Regions from separate parts of the Zea mays genome. Here all the other regions are linked to region 1. The links are chromatin contacts, called in public Hi-C maps. All regions are on one chromosome and are shown on one strand. The core of a region is the stretch at or near the end of the contact, and the rest is flanking DNA. Distances in the headings are between cores, read along the strand shown. Region 1 holds the start of LOC100284622. Region 2 holds the start of LOC542583 (glyceraldehyde-3-phosphate deHaseN1). Region 3 holds the start of LOC100383807.

The links. Hi-C and Micro-C count contacts between places; a contact is called where the count stands out from the background.
Region 2: a Hi-C map of leaf shows a contact between it and region 1, with 8 times the contacts expected there. The contact joins the promoter of LOC542583 here to the promoter of LOC100284622 in region 1. A contact is called at or near these places in 18 of 25 Hi-C or Micro-C datasets (bundle sheath, ear, endosperm and 5 more).
Region 3: a Hi-C map of endosperm shows a contact between it and region 1, with 4 times the contacts expected there. The contact joins the promoter of LOC100383807 here to the promoter of LOC100284622 in region 1. A contact is called at or near these places in 5 of 25 Hi-C or Micro-C datasets (endosperm, leaf, root tip and 1 more).

The regions. Positions count from the first base shown.
Region 1 is chr4:87,555,158-87,560,216 of Zm-B73-REFERENCE-NAM-5.0, forward strand. It overlaps LOC100284622, which reads left to right and starts at 2,468. Exons shown (of 6, transcript NM_001157517.1): 1 at 2,468-2,776; 2 at 2,859-2,999; 3 at 3,516-3,656. The coding sequence starts at 2,672.
Region 2 is chr4:87,421,761-87,426,255 of Zm-B73-REFERENCE-NAM-5.0, forward strand. LOC542583 (glyceraldehyde-3-phosphate deHaseN1) reads right to left here and starts at 2,051. Exons shown (of 9, transcript NM_001112119.2): 1 at 1,533-2,051; 2 at 847-1,040; 3 at 625-753. The coding sequence starts at 1,683. It overlaps LOC103653482 (a long non-coding RNA gene), which reads left to right and starts at 693. Exons shown (of 2, transcript XR_565513.3): 1 at 693-1,073.
Region 3 is chr4:87,766,399-87,770,965 of Zm-B73-REFERENCE-NAM-5.0, forward strand. LOC100383807 reads right to left here and starts at 2,624. Exons shown (of 8, transcript NM_001362147.1): 1 at 2,204-2,624; 2 at 37-167. The coding sequence starts at 2,490.

The sequences.
Region 1 (5,059 bases), core at 1,218-3,717:
GCACCACCGGACAGTCCGGTGTGCCAGACCGAGCTGGACTTTGGCTGTACTCGGCCAAGTCTTTTGCAATTCTTTCTTTTCCTGTTTCTAGCACTTAGACACAATATGTTAGTACTCAAAACAATGTACTAAGTCTAGAAACGTACCTTGTCACATGATTTGCACTTTTTGCTTGTTTGACACATAACAACTCAAAGATTATGTGTTGGCACTTAATCACCAAAACATTATAGAAATGGCCCAAAGGCACATTTCCCTTTCAGTGTTATAACAAGTGTGCTTGTGTCAGAAGAAGGAGGGCCTGCCCTTTTATAGCTAAAGGGTAGGACCTTATAGAGGTGACCTTTTCTCTACTAGTAAGGGAGTGATCTGTTGCCCATGTTGACATAATGCTGCTGATATGGTTCGTAGGGTCGTGTGTAGCCGTACTCCCGGTATAGCATACTGTCTCGCTCGTTCGTCACACGGGTCCTTGTAGCGAGTCCACCGCTGATATCTTCGTAGTAGTGTGCTATGGGTCCCGCGGGTCAGTCCCACGACGTGGTTGTGCATAGCGTGGCTCACCTGTCGTCACGAGCCCGCATCACTTGTCGTCGTGCGTAGGCATACACCCAGTATGGTGTACCTGTCGCGTCCTTTCCAATATACGGTCCACTGTAGAAACTCTGGTGCTAAGGTCTCTACATGTCCGGGGTTGACTGGCCCCTTAAGGCAATAGGGATACATTCCGGATCATACGCGGGGGTGTACAATCGTGTCGATAGCGACCCCCCGGCATGCTTTCGGTGTGCCAACATATGTCCGGATGTGGCCTGGGGGCGACACGTCTTGTCCTTGCTAATGCGGGTCGACATTACTTGAATGGGACCTCCACCTCGCCGAGTTGCTCGATGGAGACGTAGGGAGTGTTTGGTTGAATATACAAGGAGGGATGGAAGGAGGTGGTCACAGTTTCTATAGTGTTTGGATGAGAGTCACGTGTGGGCGAGGTAAACACCGGAGTAATTTTTGGTGGTAGCATGATCTCAAAAAATCGAGTGGACGGTGTCGGCCCGCCTCATCTTACTTTGACCTCAAACTAAATACATCACTAGTCAGTCGCTCCGCCTCACAAGGTTGCTCAGTAGAGATCTAGTCGGACACTCCGCCTCGCAGAGTTGCTCGGCGAGTATCTAGTCGGTATTCGTACCGTTTCTAAAAAGGTCATGGGCCTATTTCGGGTATCAGCACCCGACAGATACGATCCGCTAGAGCACCTTTGGTTTACCAGGGAAAACGAGAAGCGAATCAGGCTATAAATGAGGTGTTTGGTTTGATGAATCACTCTATCCAAAATGAAGTGGTGCATCATAGGTCCATTCCTCAAATTTGGTGGGATGACTCCATTCTACATATTAGTACTAAACAACTAACTATGAGGAATGAGGTGGTGATGGATTAACTCACTCTATTCCACAAACCAAACAAAAAAGTGAGGAGTGAAAAAATGATGGACTATATCATTTCTCAAACCAAACACTCCAAGTTTGTCGAGTGGTCTGGACTCTGGTGGATTGGCCGGAGTGATCGGACGCTTCATCTACCGAACTAGTACGAAATTTTGGGTGCAACTGTCGGGCTGGTGCCCGTGGCTTTTGGCACGTACACTACACGTCTTCACCCGCTGGATAGTGTGAAATGTGATCCGCCAGGGTTGACTGACAGACAGACATGTCGGACAATTGTTTTTTTAAACAATGTCGGACAACTGTTGGAGGCAGCCGCGGTCATGGAACAGAATGCCACCGGTTTTTGTCCTACGGCTGGCCCTGTCATCCTGATCTTGTGTGTTTGATCTTGTTGTGTCCTTGCCTGCCAAATTGCTGTGCTAAACCTGCGGCAGAGACAACCAGTGTGCCGCCCCTGGCCCTGGCTATGCGGATTCTTGGGAGCCACGGTATTTGCACGATTCCCTCTGCCCTCTTTGCATACCAAAAAATCTAGTACTCCAGTAGTAGTACATTGTGTGTCCTGCACTTGACCAATCTCGCTGCAGCACTTTTAACGTGTACTACTACTGATTAACTTTTGATGAGCGTTACAACAACCATGGCACAACCTGGTTTGCGCACACTACTACCATGGCCCCTCTCGCCCCCAGTCCATACCAACCAGCCCAATCCAATTCGGCCTGCAATGGTGGTGACACACAGGGGATAGGAGACCAAGACGATTTGCCTTCTGGCCCAACAGCCCAAAAGTTCACGGCCCGTTAGTTCAACGGTCTCCCTCGCAACAAATCTACACCGCACATCCTGCATCCTACGGCGCAGCCTCACATTCGTGACGCGTTGGGGACACGCGGCATCTCCCCGTTCGCTAGCTACACGTGGAGGTGGAGCCAGGGACCCGGGCCCTCTCCAACTCCAAGTCTTGCGCGGAAGCAACGGCCTGTCATGTACCTCGCCCGAAATCGCCGAGAGCCTCCCCTCAGTTTACGCCGCACGAACCGACGCACTAGACCGACCCGCGAATCCCCCGCGCGCGCGCCGTGCGGTCACCGTCCGAGGCCACGGCACCGCCGGCCCCCGCCCCCGCCCCGGCCGCCAAGAGCAAAGGCAAGGCCGACGCTTCCTCCTCGTCGTCCTCCTCCTCCACTCCACCGAGGTCGCGCCGCGCGCTTGCCGTCGTGATGGCCGCGTCGCTGCTCGTGCTCGCCGTGGCGTTCTTGGTTGGCTCTGGCTCCGGGGGGATCGATGGGGGCGCAGCGGCTCCCGTCGAGGTGGAGGGCACCGAGGTGCGCATCTGGACCAGGACCTTAAGATCTACGGTGGAGGGTTATGGGTTTGGGTGCGATTCTGATCTAGATCTGCTTGCAGGTGGCCTACGGTAGTGTGATCAAGCTGATGCACGAGAAGACGAAGCACCGTCTGCACTCGCACGATGTGCCCTACGGCTCAGGCAGCGGTCAGCAGTCTGTCACCGGGTTTCCTGAAGGCGATGACTCAAATAGCTACTGGGTGCGTGTCCTTCTCATGATCTGACCCTTACCGGTTCATAAAATAAATGTGTCCTGTTTACTCGTTATTATTTTAGAGTTCAGATGGTAGCATTGAATTGAGTTTAGTGTTCAGTGCATTCTTGTTCAGAACGCAGTACTTTGATCAGTTTGTTTGAATTTAGCGTGCAAACATTGCTATTGTTTGTCAAGAGAGAGCTAATATATATTGGGATGAGCAAGAACATAGGATTTCTCTGAAAAATATGTAATGGCAGGTCAGCAGTACTGGTAGTTCTTTGATGAAACAAGTAAACATGCGCAGAAAAAAGTTCTTATTGCGAATAAGACAACAACAACAACAAAGCCTTTTAGTCCCAAGCAACTTGGGTCTTATTGCGAATCTGATTTTTTTTAAATTTTCTGATTCGCTACAGCAGTGATAGTTTGGTCCATATATAATTTTCAATTCAAATAGCCAGCTAACCAATGAGCCGGCGTTCAATGTTTCTTAAGATCTAGGTCTGATTGAATGCAGATCATAAGGCCCACTCCAGATTCATCGTCTAAGCAAGGTGATGCCATCGAAACTGGTGGCATCATCAGGTTGCAACACATGAGGACACGGAGGTGGTTGCACAGTCACCTGCACGCTTCACCGTTGTCTGGTAACCTTGAGGTTAGTTTGATATCAATCTCCCATGTTGTAACATCAATTAACAATTAAAATCCTGTATATTATTTGAACAATTGAAGTTAGATTGTAAGATAAAAATTTTCTTTCTCCATTTCAAACTATATGTTGTATTATCTTCTGTAGATACATAGTTTTGACAATTTATTTAGACATAGCATATATCTAGCTGCATAGCAAAAGTTGTGTACCTAGAAAAGGAAAAACGACCTACCTGATGCAGTGGAAAAACGACCTACGATATTCTCTTGAAATTGCCGTGGACCTTTTAATGTCTCTGACTACATGATGCAGTTTTGTGTCAAATCATGTCAAATTAGGATCAAGCATGAAATCTTGAAATATTATTAGATGGAATGTTTATGTCCTTCACTATCCAGGTCCAGGTTCACACATGTAGCAACTTGGTCTGTAATATACTTTTCTGGATAAACAAGGATATGATAGTGCACGTATATAATAGGATAGTCCCATACCACCTCTTATATTTCAATTAAAATGAAGCTGTTACATTTTTGCTGTGATATAGTGATGTCATTTTCAAGAAGGAAATTCAAGGCATATGTACCAATTTGCATTTCTATAGATGCACAGAAAAGATGTATTTTGGTCTAGAACAAAGCCAAATGATCCCCACTATCAATTTACTCCATATTCTTCGCTGAAAGCATCCCATGTATATTATGTCTTTAGCGCAGACAGTCAGACACTTGGACAATTTGACTTTTCACTTCAACCGAGAAAAAAGGCATATATGTTGGTCTGTTACCCTGTTTATTGTTTCACTGAACACGGTGACCGACCCGTACCAATCCATGAACGATTAGATCCACTATCTTATACACGGGTTGGGTTAGGTTTCTGTCAAAACTGGCTTTGTGACTGTAGCTCTAACGGACGAGCTGCTTCAGATAGTGCAATGAGGCTACAGAGGTGAAGACCCATACATGGAAGGAGACGAGGTCGGACTTGCCGTGGCGTAGGGGTTGCCCGTGTAGTCAGCAGCACCATCAGGGAGCCTGGGCTCGTCAGAGGAGGACCACCACACTAGGGCCAGGATGGTGGCGAGGGTGAAGAGTGACTTCACGTTTATGACACCGTCCAGCATAGTGATGTGGATGCTAGTGCCCCCATCCCCGCTGCCTCGACTCGTGTTGTCATCATCCTCTATGCAGAACCTGTTAAAACTATTGAACCAACTCAAGCCAGCGGTTGCGGTGCAGAACCTGATTTAGGCTCCCGTCCGTAGACAACTTTGAATGGAGAACATTTCAGTGCCGATTGATATGATGAATTATAGCAAAATTCTGCCCATGGTAACCATTTCAGCCATGATTTAGGACGGTCCCCAGCTAGACAGCGCAGATACATGGTGATTATTCTGTTAA
Region 2 (4,495 bases), core at 801-3,300, 130 kb before region 1:
CCACGACAGCTTTTTTCGCAGCCACAGCCCAACCAACAGACCCTAAGCCTCGCTGGTTGGATGCTATGCTTTCTTCGAGTTATGGTTGCACCTGGCCAATTCCAGCCAATTTGGCATAGGAACAGTCGAGTCAGGCAGATCCATGCCCTTGTTGAGTTTGATCCAGACACAATATCATTAGCGCATGAAAAATACAATGGACAACTGAGCAATAGTTTATACTAGGACAGAATCATAGAAATACGCAACCTGAGCAGTCACAGCATGGCAATGACATCAGAAAAGAAAAGGCAAAACAAAGCAAAAGGAAACAGCAAGACATGCCAACAGCATAAATGGTCCATACTCCTCTGCATGTCAAAAAAAAAAAACTGAGAGATAAGGAGCTGCCTATTTTATGGCCTATCCTTATAGATGAATTTTAAACTTAATTGCCCATCCTCCAACTTCTATCATTTCATCCTCCATTAGTCAGGATGGAGTGGTCCATCAATTAATGTCGTAGACGTTCAACTAGCTTATTTCTATCAGCATTTCTGGATAAGTTACGATACACAAACAATGTTGCAGTGAAAAATCAGTGGAGCATATACAGCAAACACGAGTACTGCAACGTAGATATACCTTGGAGCTCAGACAGTACTTGTTTCGTTCATTACCAGGGAAGCTATCCGAAACAAGCAGCTTGCCCTCCCCGAGTATCCGCACACCCTCCTCAGCTGTGTACGACACCAAATCCCCAGACCGGACAACCTATGAAAACGCAACAAGACATTTTGTCCGTTAAGCCCAACTGAAGAACCAAAGCAAAACACTCTAACAGGAATGACTTCAGCTGCTAGTGACCTCAGAAACGGCATCCTTGGCCGGCTTGGCTATCTCCTTGACAAGGCACTCGGCGATGGGGGCCTTGTGCTCCTTGAGGATCGCGGCCGCCTTGTGGAGGAGCTCCGCACGCTTCCACAGCGGCGTCCGGGCCCATGCCTTCTGCGCGACCTTGGCCGCGTCCATCGCCTTGTTCACCTCCTCCTGCGTGCATGCTGGACACACAGGGGATCCGGACCGTCAGAAAAGTAAGTCGTTCCCCTTTTGCAGTCCACTGCAAGCACTGAATCTATCACTAGCAAAAGGCCTACGGACTTCGATCACTTCGACTTCGAGAGATGGTTAGTTGGAGAAATATTCTTGGAGAGTGGTTAAATTTGGGCTAGTGAAATTATAAGCATCAAAAGCGAGACTATTTGGGGGCGCTAGTCAAGAGGCATTGTCAGGGACGGTCAGCATAATTAAGGAAAGTGATAGCGCAGGTAGGCATTAATTGGTGGCACTTCTAAGTTTTTACCTTAACACCACAATTACACCACAATCCACCTTTAACACACGTGGATTGTGATCGAGTACTCAAACAAAGTAATAAGCGTATTTTTCCCCCGGACAAGGGGACAGCACTAGCAGTCGCTCCCGAGGCCCTTGGTGCCCATAGGGGCGCACGCTAAGGAAGGGAGAACAGAGGCAGAGGCGAGAGCCCGCACCTTGCACCCTGTACTGCGTCTTGCGGGTGGTGGGGTTGACGATGGCGACGGACTTGCCGGAGGCGGAGCTGCGCCACTCCCCGTCGGCGTAGTACCTGTACACCTCGCTGTCCAGGATCTCCGCGAACACCCCCGTCCCCGCCAGCGCCATGGCTACCGACACCGACGGAGCGAGCGCGCGGACGTGTGGTGCAAAGCCGATCGACGGACAGTGCAGCCGTACAGGTGGTACAGCCGCAGTGGGTAGTGGCCGTGAGGGCTGCTGAGGGAGGTGGAGTGGTTAGGGGGTGTGATGGGTGCGCGAGTGGCGGAGCGGAGGCCGGGGCCGGGGTTAAATAAGAGAGCGGCGCGTGGCTGGGGAGCGGACCCACCGAGGCCGGGTGAAGGGAGACGGAGGGAGGAGGAAGACGACGGAAACGGACGAGGTTTTCGTCTGCACCCTGCGGGTTTTTTACTCACGCTGCTTCTTCTGCGAGGCGAGGCGAGGCTTCAGCAGACTCGATCGGCCCCGCGATCGGTGTGGGTGGGACTGCGGGAGTTGGGTGACAAGTACCGGACCGGAGTAGGCTGCCGCGGACCAGACTCGATCGGCCCCGCGATCGGTGTGGGTGGGACTGCGGGAGTTGGGTGACAAGTACCGGACCGGAGTAGGCTGCCGCGGACCACGGGCACTGTGTGGCTGGCGTTCCCAGCAGCGCTAGAGGTGACGCGGCACACTTGGGCGAGTAGGGCTCTCCTCGGCGGCTTTGCAGCGTCAGACTATCACGCCAACGGTACCGCCTGCCGGCAAAGCTGTCCCATTTTTTTTTATTCGAGTGTGTACAGCGACATCTACTTGCTCCAGTGTTTTCGGAGATGATTGGAGAAAATATAATAATAGAGCTGTAAACATGTTAAATACTGAGACGGAAGTAAGAAGAGGAGAAACGAGAAGCTAACCGTAAACGTCGTTTTAGACATAACCAGTGACATATTTAAGATTTAATAAAGATCTATACCAGTTTTACTATGACAATAGATAATTATAACTAGTACAATACTCGTTGCGACGGCGTATAATCATATTTAATATTCATAAAAATAAATTTAATATTAAAGTGTAATATCCACATATCAGATATTAAACCGACAAAAACACCTTATCTTAGCCAAAAGTACGATAAAAGTACGAGTTGAAAAGGAGGCCGATCCATTTTCTTATTGCACACAGGGTCGCTCTTACTCCTTCAGCTAGTAAGGTGGTACTATATGGGAGCGTTACGCTCCATGTGGCTTCCTGACGTGTTAGGTGTTGGTGCCGATACGGGCGCCAGACACTGGAACTGACCGCCTAGCGGTGCTCTATGCGGAGGCGCGGACGGTCCGCAGCACAGGGCCGGACGGTCCGTAACCTAGCGCGGGAGCGACTCCTCCTCTGCGTACGTCTGGACGGTCCGCGCCTGTGGCTCGGACGTTCCGCGATGGCGCAAAGGGTCTTCTTTACAGCAGACCTAGATCTTGCCTTCCGGGAGGAACCCCGTCGGGGTGGAGAGATTCTAAAAGTCGCCTAGAGGGGTGAATAGGCGAAACCTGAAATTTATAACTTTAAACACACACTACAAGCCGAGGTTAGCGTTAGAATTAAATTCAAGTCCAAAAGAATATCTCTCTTGCTAGGAGTTGCTCACGGATTGCGGATAACGTATGGGAGCCAACTCAAATTCACACTAGCAAGGAAACGCTAAAGAGGGGAAAACAAATCAAATAAGAATCAAGACGAGTGAACACGATGATTTGTTTTACCGAGGTTCGGTTCCAAAGAACCTAGTCCCTGTTGAGGAGGTCACAAAGACCGGGTCTATTTCAACCATTTCCCTCTCTCAAACAGTCACCTAGATCGAGTGAGTCTTTCCCTTAATCACACGGGTCACTAAGACCCCGCAAGTACCACCACACTCTTAGGTCTCTCTTGCTTTGCTTACAAGCACTTAGAAAAGAAGTGAGGAAGGAAGAAAGGCAATCCAAGCAACAAGAGCGCAAATGAACACGAACACACTCTCTCTCAAGTCACTAAGTGGTTGAGATGAATTCGAGACTTGGAGAGGGTTTAATCTTTGGAAATATGTCTTGGAGTGAATGCTCTAGCTCTTGTATTGCATGTGATCTTCAGAAAAACTTGGATGCCAAAGATTGTGGTGGTTGGGGGGTATTTATAGCCCCCAACCACCTTGTAGCTGTTGGCCAAGGCTACTGGCGATGGGCGCACCGGACAGTTCGGTGCGCCATCGGACAGCACTGTGCACTGTCCGGTGTGCGCCACATCAGCGCAACCGTTAGGGTTCTGAGAAGTTGATCGTTGGGGACGTTTGTCTTCTAGCTGCACCGGTTAGTCCGGTGCCACACCGGACAGTCCGGTGCGCTCTGACTTCTGCGCTTCTGACTCTGTCATGGCACTGTTCATCACTGTAGCACTTTGCAGAGTCGACCGTTGGCGCAGGGAGTCGTTGCTCCGCTAGCTCACCGGACAGTCTGGTGAATTATAGCGGAGCGCGTCTCCAAATTTCCGAGAGTGGCTGGTTGACATCTGTACGGCCTTGGTGCACCGAACACTGTCCGGTGGCACACCGAACAGTCCGGTACGCCATTTTTCAGTACACTCAAGTCCCTTTTGCTCCAATAAAATTGTGTCCCTAACTGATTTCTTTCTTAGTTTGTGTTGAACCTTATGCACCCGTAATACATGAATTCTAGACAAACTAGTTAGTCCACATGTTTGCGTTGGTCGTCAACCACCAAAATTAATTATAGGAAATGGTTAACCCAATTTACCTTTCAGATTCTAGGGTGTGTCTTGGCGTCGGCAGACCACCCAAGACGCCTCTAGTCGACGTAGAGTCGAAGAGAGGTGAAGATTTAAGGTAGAGGGAGACTAAACTATGGCTAAACTAGAACTACTCCTAATGCATAAGGTAAAAACGATAAGT
Region 3 (4,567 bases), core at 1,374-3,873, 210 kb after region 1:
GGTGTAGTTGTTTTGGCACCATATCTTACTACTCACCATCATATATGCACATATTGAAATCAAAACCATCATTAGCTATAGTTGATAAATAACATGGTTGACAAGAGAAACTGTATGAAGGCATTCCGAGCTGTAGTTCATCTCTAGGAAATAAGTGAAAATTGTACCTGCATAACCAAAGCACCCACAGGCACACAGAATCAGTGATGACAAAATAAAAATGATAAGGCTGAAGTAAGAAAATATACATCAATGTTATCAAGTGAAAAGGTCGATTGGTCATCTGTTCATCAAACTATAAGAAACCATATGAAGAAGGAAAATATGATTGTACCAAAAAATATGATTGGTCATCCTGGAATCTGTTCTCAGGAAACAAGGAAAATATGATTGTACGAAAAAATAGCAAAGGACACAATCTAGTGGCCTCAAGTCAACTCCCATGCATAGCAGTTTCTCACATAGCAAATCTAGCTAAACCTCTTCAGACATAATATGGATGTACTACCTCCAGTCAAAAATACTATACACATTTGACTTTGCACAGCATTTGATGTGTATCTTTGACCACTACGTTCTTTAAGAAAACGTTTTCAAAATCCTTCAAATTCTAAGAGACTTGCAAGTATTTTGAGTATCGTTGGGACGAAGGCCGAACTAGATCTCGATCATCCCACTCTAACCGCACACTAACCTTGTCTATGAATGCACGACATCAACACAATATGGACAAGTCCAAGAACAAGGACTTCGCCGTGTATGCGAAGTCCCCCTCCTATGGCGCGATGGGTCAGCTGATCCCAGTCGGGGTCTGCGGGCAACGAAGGCACGAAGGGTCCACTGATCCTAGTCAGGGTCTGTGGGCAATGAAGGCTAGATCCACAGTTGGGGCTTCGGGCTCAAGAGATCGAAGACCTCGAGGGCTTCGCCCCTAACATGTCTTTCCTCTGATGCGGTCTGCGGAGACCGAGGTGAGGACCCGGATGAAACGAAAGGTAATCGTCTACCCTCGGCATCAAATCAGAGGACGGGCTGACGGAGCGACCTCTAAGACGAAGGCCTCCAAGACTTGGGACTAGAAGGCTAAGATGGGTAGCGGAGGCTTGGTGGGTCCTCTGCATGCAAGGCAGGCCCACCCGTCAGTCACACCCGTGGGTACAACACTTGCTGTAACTAGATCTAGGCTACTATTATTTCATAATTACCCCGTTGTATAGTATATTCCAAGGATGTAGTAGGTAACTAAGGGTACAAATGTACTTTAGGCACTAGCCCCATAGTTACCCTAGAAATACCCTGTCCAGCTCTCGGATGGGACACACTTGACAAGACATTGAGCACCCCCACTTTCCGTTTTGTTGAGCACTGTTCTCTCACCTGCTTGAGTGCTTGGGTCCACGTGTCAGAACCCAACAAGTATGAATTTACACATTTAACCCAGAGGTTTCAAAACTAAAATGTAATAGTAATTGATGTTTTGTAGTTTTTAAGTTTTGCCCAAATTAGGGATGAAAGTGGTAATCCGAATTGTTAGAACAAATTTAATATTTTAAAATAGATATATATAAAATTTGATGTTAATCTTTTCTTATGTTATCAAGCACATTATTAAAAATATGAACAAAATTTTGCATAAATTGTTTTATGCATTATTTTCCCCATACAACAAAAACGGTGAAAAAATAACCAAATTTGTATTCGAATCCATACCAAATTTTATATCTATCATTTGAGAGAAATATATGATAAATTTGTGGTTTAATTTTTATGAATCTTTACAAGCTCAATGATAAAAACAATAATATGAATTTACATAGTTGATTCTATATTCTATTTATTCACAATTAAAGAAAAAAGACAAAAAAATTGATATCCGAATAATTACCGTTTTCATCCCTAGCCCAAACCTTGTCCTAAACAGTTTTTTGTGACCAGAGAGTATTCGTTAACTGCTACAGACCAACTAAACTTCAGAAAATGTCGATGTTACAATATTCATGTTTCATAGTTTCATACTACAATCTGAAAAAGCAGCAGCATCCATATATGGATACAAAAGGTGTTTGACGAAATTCCTCAAGCTGAGCCTGCAACAATAGGTTTATGCACCACACGTCCACAAACATTGCCCAAACAAATAGCAAAACCACCTTGCCAATTGTTAATGTTTCATGTGGACGACGAGTGAGAGAGAAATCCTTACGGGTAGGCGACGAGGGTAGACGGGTAAGAGTTGCGCTGCCTGAAGGGGCAGACGGCGATCTGGAGTGGCTGAAAGGACTCTGCGGCGAGCTTGGCCTTGAGATACGCCGTTTCCGCAGTGTCCACCGGCAACGCGCGGCGCCATCCCGTCGGGGCACCGGTCTTCTGCGCCGCCACGGCCACGTAGTCGCATGCCTCCAGGTGGGCCCTCAGCTCCAGCACGGCCTCCGCAAAGTTCTGCCTCGTCACCTGCTTCGCCGACGCCGCCGCGGCGCGCGGGGCAGCCATGGGACCAATGGCGGAACCAGACGCTGAGCACAACCAAGGATAAACGGTTATGGAAAGCGGGGTGATCCACCGGTTGAAAGGAACCGATGGCAGCGACGGCGGCGCGCGGTGAGGGAGGAGGCGCACGATCGGCGTTGCGTTCGGAGTCGCCGAGCCGAATGCCAGTCAGTGGTGTAGCGGGCCGCACAAAGTTGGGCCGCTTTTCTCTCTATTGAGAGCAGAAGAGTTGGGCTGCTTTTCTCTCTACTAGAGAACATAAGAAGAGTTGGGCTGTAGCCTAACGTAAATTTCAGGGCCGTCCTCCTAAGTCCCTCGCTAAAATTCAGGAAATTTAACTGGTTATTATTTTTAAAAAACGCTACCTCTCCGATTATAACTCCTACCGTTACCCTTAGCCGTTTGATCCTTGGAATTGAATTATATTCTAATAATAATAATTAAGACAAAAAAACATTTAAGCTAATATGAATTCTTTTGAAATATATTTATATACTATTATTAGCAATATGTGAGAGATATTTATTTGCTATATTTTTACTATAGAGGAGTGAGCCGAAGAGTGTTTTATAAATTGCAGAGTAGAAACATATTCCGTTGATATATAAATGATCAATCATTTCTCATACTACACCCCATAAATTAAAGATAAGTTTATATCTGAGCTTTAGAAAGTGATGGAATGTTAAATTCCAAGCCAAAATGCCAAATAGACTACTTTATTAAGTAAACTTTAATTCCTACAAAATGAATAAATCCAAACGGCTTATTATATTATTTGTTGGGGGCCTTCCTCTTCCGAAGGTTCTCAAAAACACGACTAACCATTTGCTTTCAGCGTACTACTGAATATTACAGAAGTTTCATCATCAGAAAAGCTTCGGAATAACACAAGAGGAGCGAAATAAACTTCGTCTGACAAGCTTCGTCACGGTGAAACAGGTAGACAACGTGGCTTCGGTATAACGAAAGAGAAGTATAACGAAGCACGCTTCATCAAGCAAGCTTCGTCACGACGAAGCAATGAGACAATGCAAGGAGGTGTTGCTCAAGTTATTAAATACAAATGGTGATGTTACCTTGTGATATTTTGTAAACTCTGTATGTAATCGTTGAGGGCATAAATGTAATAGCGTATGAACCATTGTGGTTGCCTATAAATAGATGAACAGTACCCCGTACTGTTCACGCTGGATTGTAATTGCTCTCGCATTGGCACCTTCAAACAAGCCGAAAGTATCAACATAATATAAATTTTTGTTAATGTTCATATGTATATCATAAAATAAATATATGAATGAATGAATGAACAACATATATTGTCTCTATGAACTATTATTCTTATGAATGATGAAGGTGTGTCCTTCATGACCTTCATCCAAAGATCGTTATATTCGAAAGGAGATAATGTTTCGAAGGACGAAGGTTCTTAATCTTTAACAATTGTGTTGCCTTGTTCTTGATTCACAACATTTGAGAACAAGTGACCAACATTATTGTTACATTAGAAAAGTTTAAATAAATAATCTATTTTTTGTACATGTGGTACGCCACACGCTAGCCACGTTAGAGTTCAATCAACATGGACATGGTAAATGTCTGTCACACCCGGTTTTGAAAGGCAAACCGAATGCGAACCATGTACGTGCCAAGATCAGAAACTCGCGTACACAACGATTACATAATTGGACATCATCACACAATGCTCAAAGTAAATAGCGGAAAGATACTTTATTACAATAAGATGTCCGAGACATCCACAGAGTCTAATACATAGCCATAGTCTTCAACATTAATATCAAAGTGCGGAAATACGAAACGTAGAGGATAAGCCTACACAGGTAGCTGACTGGGGGTTTGCCACTAAGAAAAACTAGAACTCATCGTAGTCCTGGAGCTCCTCAAAGTCCTCCATGTTGCCAGCATCTCCTCCTGAGCACTGAATACAGTGGGGACACCCTGAGGTGGGGGTGGTTTGTAAAGCAAGGGTGAGTACACATCAACGTTGAGAGCACCTAGAGGGGGATGAATAGGTGATCCTGTAAAAACTTAAAATTTAAAGCCACAAAACTTGATTAAG